Regions from separate parts of the Sus scrofa genome. Here region 1 is linked to region 2. The links are chromatin contacts, called in public HiChIP or PLAC-seq maps. All regions are on one chromosome and are shown on one strand. The core of a region is the stretch at or near the end of the contact, and the rest is flanking DNA. Distances in the headings are between cores, read along the strand shown. Region 1 holds the start of STK25 (serine/threonine-protein kinase 25). Region 2 holds the start of HDLBP (vigilin).

Evidence for each region. HiChIP or PLAC-seq counts read pairs in DNA pulled down with a chosen protein or histone mark.
Region 1: an H3K27ac HiChIP or PLAC-seq map of skeletal muscle shows a contact between it and region 2. The contact joins the promoter of STK25 here to the promoter of HDLBP in region 2. A contact is called at or near these places in 1 of 5 promoter capture datasets (liver) and 2 of 2 datasets of contacts at active chromatin or transcription factors (alveolar macrophages and skeletal muscle).

The regions. Positions count from the first base shown.
Region 1 is chr15:140,151,619-140,156,321 of Sscrofa11.1, reverse strand. It overlaps STK25 (serine/threonine-protein kinase 25), which reads left to right and starts at 1,961. Exons shown (of 12, transcript XM_003133805.5): 1 at 1,961-2,159; 2 at 2,626-2,747. The coding sequence starts at 2,697.
Region 2 is chr15:140,023,105-140,027,573 of Sscrofa11.1, reverse strand. It overlaps HDLBP (vigilin), which reads left to right and starts at 2,238. Exons shown (of 28, transcript XM_021075261.1): 1 at 2,238-2,451. It overlaps SEPT2 (septin 2), which reads right to left and starts at 3,192. Exons shown (of 13, transcript NM_001243793.1): 1 at 3,087-3,192.

The DNA.
Region 1 (4,703 bases), core at 712-3,211, 130 kb before region 2:
TTCCAGTACCCTATGGCACATGGAGCTCCCCGGCCAGGGACCAGACCAGAGCTGCAGTCACGACCTCAGCTGCAGCCGTGGCAACCACAGCTTGTCTTTTTTTTTCTCTCTCTCTCATTTTATTTATTTTGTTGTCTTTTGTCTTTTTTTTTTTTTTTAGGGCTGTACCTGCAGCATGTGGAGGTTCCCAGGCTAGGAGTCTATTTGGAGCTGCAGCCGCTGGCCTACACCACAGCCACAGCCACGTGGGACCTGAGCCATACCAGCGACCTACATCACAGTTCACGGCAATGCCAGATCCTCAACCCACTGAGAGAGGCCAGGGATCAAACCTGCAGCCTCATGGTTCCTAGTCGGATTCGTTTCCACTGTGCTATGATGGGAACTTCTCTAGCTTCAAAAAAAAAAAAAAAAAAAATTATTAGAGCTCCCGTCATGGTTCAGTGGAAACAATCTGACTAGGAACCATGAGGTCATGGGTTCGATCCCTGGCCTCGCTCAGTGGGTTAAGAATCTGGGTTTACCCTGAGCTGTGGTGTAGGCTGCAGAGGAGGCTCGGATCTGGCGTTGCTATGGCTGTGGTGTAGGTTGGCAGCTATAGCTCGTATTAGACCTCTAGCCTGGGAATCTCCCTATGCTGTGGGTGCGGCCCTAAAAAGCAAGAAAAAGATTTTTTTATTTATATTTGGCCTTGCCTGTGGCATATGGACATTCCCAGGCCAAGGCTCGAACCCACACCACAGCTGTAACCAGAACCACAGCAGTGATGACACCGGCTCCTTAACGCCCGAGGAGGGAACTGTCCTTTCATTCTCTTAACAATGCCTTTCTGAAATCGAAATTTAAAACATTCGATGAAATCAAATTTATCATTGCTTTACAGCTGCATCCTTGTAAATGTTTTGGTAAAATGTAAATCACACAGAGCACACACGGAGACTATTTTAAGTGTACAGGTCACTGACGTCAAGCACGTTCACAGCGTTGTGGGGCCATCGCAGAGCTTGGTCTCCACTCCCGATGGAAACCCTGTACCCTGTGGTGTATCCCTTCTCTCTTCCTCCAGCCCCAGGAAATCTCAAGCACCTCTGCCTCCTGAACTGATCCAGTCTTGAGAGGTCATCGAAGCCGCATCACACGGTATTTGTCTCTTTGCGACTGGCTTATTTCCCTTGGCATAACGTTTTCATCCACGTTGTGGCATATAACAAAAAACAATGCCTTTTTAATTTTACGTATTTTGAATTGTGATAGCTTACACCTTAAAGCATTCAGTTGGGCAGTGCTGTACAATTATCTCCAGAATTCTTTTCACCTTCCCAAACTGAAGCTCTGTCCCCATTAAACACTCACTTCCCAGCGCCCGCCCCTGCCCCTGGCACCCGCCTGTCGCCTTTCTGTCTTCAGGACTCCAGGCACCTCACACAGGTGGGTCCAAGCACTGCTTGTCCTTTTGGGACTAGCTTATTTCGTTTAGCCACCGTCTTGGCGGTTGGTCCCTGCAATGGCCCGAGTCAGCACTGCCCTCCTACCCCCGGGCACGTCTGGACCGCATCTGGGGACCCATTCGTTCCTCCCCGACACGCGGGCGGCTGCAAGAGGCCTGAAAGATAGAATTGGAGTCTTGAGCCCAGGCCCTCGGAAGGGGAGCCGGAGGACGGAAGGCGGGGCGGGGGGGGGGGGCGACCGCAGAGCTGAAAGGTGGGGGCGCCCCAACCCCACGGCCGCCGGGCGGGCCCCGCCTGGCCCCGCCCCAGCCCCACAGGCCCCGCCCAGCACCGCGGCCTGGCGGGAGACGTAGGCCCAAGCTTCTCAGGAAGCCGGACTCGGAGTCCCAGCGGGCACCGCGGCACGCTTGCGGGCCGCTACACCACTCCGCCCCATGGCCTGCCGGGACTTGTAGTCCAGGGTCTGCGTGCGCCCCGACCCAGGGCGAACGAGGGACTCGGTGTCCCAGAGAGCTCCGCGCCGGGCCACGACACCGTGCCGCCCGGGCCGTCGCTGACGCCGCCGCCGGGCTTTCTCCGGCCGCCGCCGCCACTGCCGCTGCTTCGCGGGCTGGAGGGCCCAGGCGTCCCTGGGCGAGCGGAGGCTGCGGGTGGGAGCCTTCGTGGGCACTGCGGAGCGGGCCGGGGGAGGCCGGGATGGAGCCCCCGGAGGTGGGCGCGCTGCCGGGCTGGCCCGCGCCTGGGGCGGTTGGGGAGGGGGCTGGGCGGTGCGGGGAGTGAGGCAGGGGGAGGGCCCCGAGGGGGCCGGCGAGGAGGGCACTGGAGGCGGAGCTCGGCGGTAGGGGGACCCGGGGGGGGGCGCCGGGGGGGGGCGAGGGCACCGGGGGCGGGGTTGGGGCGGGGGTCCCGGCGGGGGTCCTGGCCGGGGTAAGGGGTCTAAAGAAGGAGCAAGGCTGCGGGTGGAAGTGTGAGGGCCGCCGAGGGATGCCCCGTGTTGGGGAGCTCCTCAGGGAGGCGTCGGGCCGTAGCGGGGCGATGAGGAGAGCGCGGCGGTGGGGGCCTTTAGCGGAGGGGCCCTGTGACTCCAGCCCGCCCCCGGGGCGGGCCGGCCCGCCGGTCCCCAGGGCGGCAGGGAGCCCCGCGTGCCTCGAACCGAGCAGGCCTGCTCTCCCTCCAGTTGCCTGAAGCGAGTGGGCCGGGCTCCGGAGCCTCCAGGCAGGATCTCGGGGCCTCCCGAGGTTGCAGCGGATGGTGGAGGGCGGCGCAGACATGGCTCACCTCAGGGGCTTTGCCAACCAGGTAAGGGTTGGCATCCGGGGAGAGGGGTGTGTGTGTTTACCGGAGCACCGACTGCAGAGGCTAAGCAAGGGCGCTTCCTCCAGGACTGTCATCCTGAGGTTTCAGAGGAGCGGTCCCTCCGAGGGCGAGCGTGGGGTGAAGGGAGGCGCGGGGGAGTCCTGCGGAGCGCGTCGTGGGCGAAGCGGGGAGCAGTCTCGAGGCGCTCAGACTTGGTGAGCGCAGGGGCGACTCAGCTTGGCCAGCTTGCCCAGTTGTGTGGGGCAGAAGCCCACAAGCTTGGCAAAATAGAGCCCCAGTGCAGGGGCAGCAGAGGCTGTGCAGAGCCCTGTGGTGGGAACAGGGCAGGGGCCGCTGGCTCTGGTGGGAATCCTGCCGAGCATGAATCTGCACCTGGAGAGACCTGCAAGGTCAGGGTCCACGCTGGGGCCGCAGCCTGGGCGGGGACACAGGCCGTGTTGTGCTGGGCAGGGGCTGTGCTGACGCAGCTCTCGAGTCTGTGCGCGGGGAGAGCAGAGCACAGGAGAGGATGAGAGGGCTGCTCCCGGGCCACAGGTGCTCCTTGGGAAGACACCCACTGCCTTTCTCTTTGGGGGACTGGGTCTTGGGATTGCCAACAGCAAAAGCCATCTGGGGGTGTCTGGCCTTGAGCGGTAACTGGCTGATTCCGGGGGACCCTCCAAAGCGCACCCTGGGTTGTGTGGCACATGGTTTGTACTTTCCTCTTGTCTGTTATTGGGAAGCAGGTGTGATCTGCAGCTGGTAGGACGTGGAGTGTGCCGCTCTGGCTCTGGTAGCCAGGTTTTCCTGTGGCCACTGCTTGGCTTTGTTTTCCTCGGCCGCCTGCTGAAAGGTGTAAGGCAGCGTCCTCGGGTGTAAGGCTGAGTCCCCAGGCTGAGTCCGCGAGGCCTGGGCGCCAGGGGAGCAGGAAGTGTGTATCCACGGGGCGGGGGAGGGGCTGGGGTCAGGATCGGCTCCACACCCAACAGGCTTCCTCGCAGAAACCTGCCACGTGCTGCCGCCGGGCAGGGCATCCTGGACTAGCCGTGCCACAGGTGGGCACTGGCACTTCTGCTGATGCTGAAGCCCGCTGGCAGGTCTTTCATTCATCTTTGACATCTCGTGTCTTGTAAATTACATGACGGAGAAGCTGGGAGAAAAACCTGGCTTCAGCTATTTTTAAGAGCTGTAGAAATGGGTCCCGCGGGTCCTGGAATAGGAAGTTGGAGCTGAGCCACCCTGTCCCTGTGTGCTGGTGGCACTAGGGGCTTGGCTTGGGTGTCCAGACCAGATGCCCAGGGAAGGGAGCACAGCCCAGAGGAGCTGAGGAAGGGACCCTGAAGGAAGGAAGCCCCTTTTGTCCTCTGGGGCGGAGAGACTTGGCCTTTGTCAGTGGCAGGAAGCCTGACAGGACATTGTTTTCTCTTGCGAGGGTTGTCACTGTGGCCCTGCGAGGCGGTCCCTGTGTGGGGCAGTGCGGTGAGCTCCCCCACGGCCCGCAGGGGGCCCTCCACTCCTGGCCTCTGCCCGGCTGGTTCCTTGTTCCTACCCTGCCCGCAGGGTCTGGCTGGCTGCAGGAAGCTCATTGGCTGCCACCCATCGTGGGGTGGTTGGGGGCCGTTGGGCACCCCTCATTTTGTGGGGCGATATGACCAGCAGACATACTGCCTGGTAGTGGCCACTGACCTCGCATGCCCAGGGCTGACCAGAGGACAAGGGTCTGGACTGCCAGCAGCCTGAGCCCTTGTCTGAACCACGCCCGTCTCTGGAAGGGGAGTGCAAGGCCAGCTCGGGAGCAGTTGTCCTTCCTTCCTTCCACCAGCTCTGGCCGCAGGTGTCCCTGTGATGTGCCTGTAGGGTCAGGGTCACAGCCAGGAGCGCTCCCGTCATGCTGTCTGCTCAGGAGACTGACCCACAGCAGTGGGGACCCAAAAAGTGTGACGTTGGGACCAGAGCTCC
Region 2 (4,469 bases), core at 989-3,488:
GGTGAAGAGCCTGAGGTCAGGAAGGCCAAGCAGGCTCCAGCCTCCCAGCTACCACGTGTGTCTGACTTCCAAGCCGCAGACCCGCTCCGCACTGAGCCGAGCTGCTCCTGGCGCCCGGCGGTCACCCCTTGCCCAGTTCCGCAGGTTGGGCAGGGCCGAGGATGTTCCACAGGGGAGAGGGGGACGCCCGCTCCTCTCTATCGGGTTCTTTGGACCCAAGACCTGCCTAGAGGCCCCGGGCGGGAAATGGAGAATAGTACTGTGGGAACAGAATGGGAGTTCTCAAGACACCTATTTCAAATGCGCCTGAATTTTACCAAGTTCCTCTTGCCACGTTCCACTTCTTTCACACTGACTATTTTCCCTTGAAGGATAATTTGTACCTTTTACAGTTTTCCAACAGTTTAAGTTATTAACTACAGCGAAACAAAAGTTGAGAGAGGAATGCTGAACCTCTGAAGTGCCTGGTTTTTAGGCAGGAAGGCTTTTTAGTCCAGCAACACAAAACGTCAAGCACTGTGATTAATTTAAACCTTGGCTGCAGATCAATCAAATCCCCCAAACCTCAGAAATTTGGTGAAATGAAAAAATGTAGATTGTACTCATTCTAGATACTATAAACTGCTTAAAGGTTTTTTTCCTCAGAGTTCCTGTCCTGGCTCAGTGGTAACGAATACGACTAGTATCCATAAGAATTCAGGTTCGATCCCTGGCCTCACTCAGTGGGTTAAGGAGCTGGCATTGACCTGAGCTGTGGTGTAGGTTGCAGACACGGCTTGGGTCCGGTGTTGCTAGAGCTGTGGTGTAGGCTGACGGCTGCAGCTCTGATTTGACCCCTAGCCTAGGCACTTCCATATGATGCAGATGTAGCCCTAAAAAGACAAAATAAATAAAAATAAAATAAAAAGGCTTTCTTTCTTGGACCATTGCTTCTTTCTTCCAAGAGCAATACTTGCACCCCCAAACCTCACAGAAGAAATCAACTTTTCTAAAACAAAAGAGACAAAGAACAAGGGGATAAAACTGGACCCTTGTCAACATAACCTTGCCCTGCCAGCGCGTCTATGTACATCAGCCACATCCACCGCCTTGTCACTACGGACTTCTGTACCTTATCCCGATCCACAAAATGACCCTGCAACGCAGGCCCTCGAAGGTCCCTTATCCAGAGCCTGGACCTGAGGTTCACGTACAGGAAACCATGACGGCTCTCAGCGGCTTCGCCCGGCAGCCCACAATCAAATGCATTTTCTGTTGTGATGACGACGACCACGGGAGCACAACGTGGGACAATAAGACTGTTCAACTGCCTTCACCGCAGTTCTGCTGCCTCCTGAGTTTGGATGACCCTTCTCTCAGGAGGAAAGAACACACCTTCTCCTTTTCCAGGAGTTTCTGCCTTTTGAGTTAGGTATAAAAACAGACCTCAACAACATTTATGAAAAATGACAGGGAGGCTCGTGCCATCCATCCCCCCAGGGAGGGCTGTATGCCAGTTCAGGAGCGGTCAGGATGCAACTGCGATCTGATGGACAAGCCCTTGTTCTTTACCCTGGGCTGCAGAGCTCAGTGAGAGAACAAGATGAAAAACGAAAAATATCAGGACAACCTGTGAGAGCACAGGAGATCACTGCCCTGATTAGCTGGGAGTCAGGATGCTAGGTGGAGCAAAGAAAGCCTGGGTGGGAGCTACCAACAACAAAAACGATGAACCTCAAATCACATGACCCCGAACCCCTAACCATCTCTCCTCACGATGGTAAGACGGATTTGGAGCATTTAGGTCATCTTGACCTATTACAATGATCTGAGTTGTGCTGGTCACCGAGCTGGACCAGTAAAGGATAGCGCCATGCCCCTCCCAGGACAGGTACCACGCAGGATGAGAGGCTGACCTCAGGCCAACACCCACTTCAGGGGAAGAAATCTCATCAGGGAGAGTCTGAGTAACAGAGCAGGTACCAGAAAAGAGGGGGAGGGAACTGGGTCAGACAGGAGGCCCTGGACCAAGGCCCAGGTGAGGAGGACCACAGCAGTCCACCTACGAATTCCGCACAGGTGGTCCCCGGTGCACGTGTGGGGAAAAGACGCTAAGACAGGGGAGGTACTGACGAAAACTGCGGCCGGAAAGGCAAGAGGCGGCCGGGTCGTGTGGGTCCCGTGGGCCCCTTGAGAGTCGGCCTCATCTCAGGCCTCCCCGGAAATGGGGGGCCGCCCGACCTCCATCCCGCCTCTTTTGGCCCACGCAGGCCCGGGGCCTCCTCTCCTCCCGCGGTATCTGCGGCCAAGCGGCGAGAACTCCTTGAGGCTTACCCTCGGCCGGGAGCTGGAGGGGCGCAGTGGCTCGTGTCAGGGAGACAACCTGATGGCCACATGCCGAAATCGCGGCCGACCTGCACTTTCCCTCCCGAACCACGACCAGCAGCCCCAGGCCCACGGAGTTCTCGCAAGGTGAGCAAGCAGTCATCTGGGTTCTCGCGGGACATACCCCGCCGCCTCTGCCCGCGGCGAGACTACTGGTGGGCGGGGGCCCGGGGAAAGCCTGGGAGGTATGGGACCCGGGACCCCCTAGGGCTGAGCTGGGCGGAGGAAGACTGGGGAGGACCAGGAGGGCGGAGAAGCCGGGGAGAGGAAAGGGATCGCCAGGGAAAGCCGGAGAGGGCCTGGGAAGACAGGGTAGGGCCGGGGAGTGAGCGGAGAGCACCAGGGAGCGCCGGGGAGGACGGGGGAGGATAAGGAGACCCAGGAGCGCCAGGGAAAGTGGGGGAGGGTGGAGAAAAGAGAGAGAGGGTGGGGAGCGCCGGAGAGCGCCAGGGAAAGTCGGAGAGGGTACGAACAGAGCAGAGAGCCCCGGGGAGAGCGGGGGAGGGTCAAGGGTCAGGGACGAGCGGGAGGGAGCGGAGACCCGGGGAGGGCCAGGGGACCGCCCAGAATACGGGGCCAGCCGCCCCTCCCCCACACCGCACGAGCGGCCCCGCCCGTTTGCCCCCCAGAGCGGCCGGGCCCCCTCCCCAACTGGCCCCCGCCCCTCTGCGTCGGTTCCCTCGCTCGCCCGCGGCGGCAGGGACACACCGCAAGATACTCACCGCGGACGAACCGAAGAACAAGCGCCGACCAACCGCGCCGCGGACCCGCCCAGCACCCACCGCCTGCTCGCGCCCCGCCCAGCTCCGCGCGCAGTCGGATTGCGTCATCACGTCGGCCCGCCCCTTGCCAAACGCTTCCGTCCCTGCCCCCATTCGCCAGCTGTGGAGTGCGCAGGCTCGGGCTCGTCCGCGGTTCCGCCTCTGCGCAGGCGCCGTGCCCCTCCCACAGCAGTTGGCCATATAGAGGCTGGGGGGTGGGGGGAGGTCAAGCGTAGCCTCTTCTCCTTTACCAAGATGGCGGCTCGCCCCTGTTTCGCCACAGTTCTTACCTTATGAGCTGGGTTTCCTTACGCTGCCAAGAGTAGAACAGGTAATGTGACTCTGCCTTGTGAGTAACTGGGGTGGGAAAAAGAGCGTTTCTACAGATGGAGCTAAATGACCTGTGAGGAGAGGCGGACGCGGGGAGGGCAGGCGGCGGTAAGAGTTGGGACGGAGCACGGCGAGGGGACCCTTGGCCTCCGCTCCTCTCCTCCAGGAAGATGGCGGCAGCACCGAGCTGGAGCGCCGGAGCGAGGCCGCGGAGGGCGGCCTGCGGCCAGGCGGGGCTGCTCTAGCGCCGGGCGGCCGTCGTCTCGGTGGTCCGGGCCTCGCCTCATTGGCCGGCGCGCGTCACGTGGGCCCGGCGGGCCGGCGCGCTGACCATAGAGTTGCGCGCCCGTCCCCGGGGACGTGGCCTTCGTGCGCCCGGGGCTGGGGCCTGCGCGGAGGGGGAGGGCGGGCGGGCGGCTGCCGTCCTGGGCTAGGTGAGGCCTGGGGCGCCTCCAAGCCCGCGCGGGCGGCGCGGCTCGGGGGCGGGAGGGCCGGGCCGGGGCCTGACCGCCCGGCCCCGGGCGTCCTTTCTCCCTTCGCGGCCTGCAGGCTCCGCAGCTGGCCCGTACTCGCTGGGAGGCTGGGCGCCAGTGCCCTCGTACAGGAAGCCTCTCTGGGTTCCCCCGACTGAAAGTCAGCACGGTTCTTGAGGGTCTGCGGGGCGAAGCTGTTTCTGGCCGTAGGGATCCCGAGAGGGCGTCTTCGGAAAGAATGAAGCGCTCGGGGCCGGCGGCCAGGTGTCCTCTGCCCGCCTTGGCGCGGTGCTCGGGCACCTTGTGAAGCAGCCGAGCAGTCGCCCTCCGTGTTGATTACGCAGCGCTCGTGGTCAAATGAAACATCTGCAGGGGTATAGATGAGTTGAAGCCTCAGAAACAGGATGATTTGCCCTTCACGCATCGGGTCTGCGGTTGGGGTGTCTGCCCTCAGCCTCCTGGCTGCCTTACGCCCTCAGGCATTGAGTCCCCCCGTGCTTGGTGTCGGCGTAAGGACGGACCGTCGCGTTCTTGGCAGTAA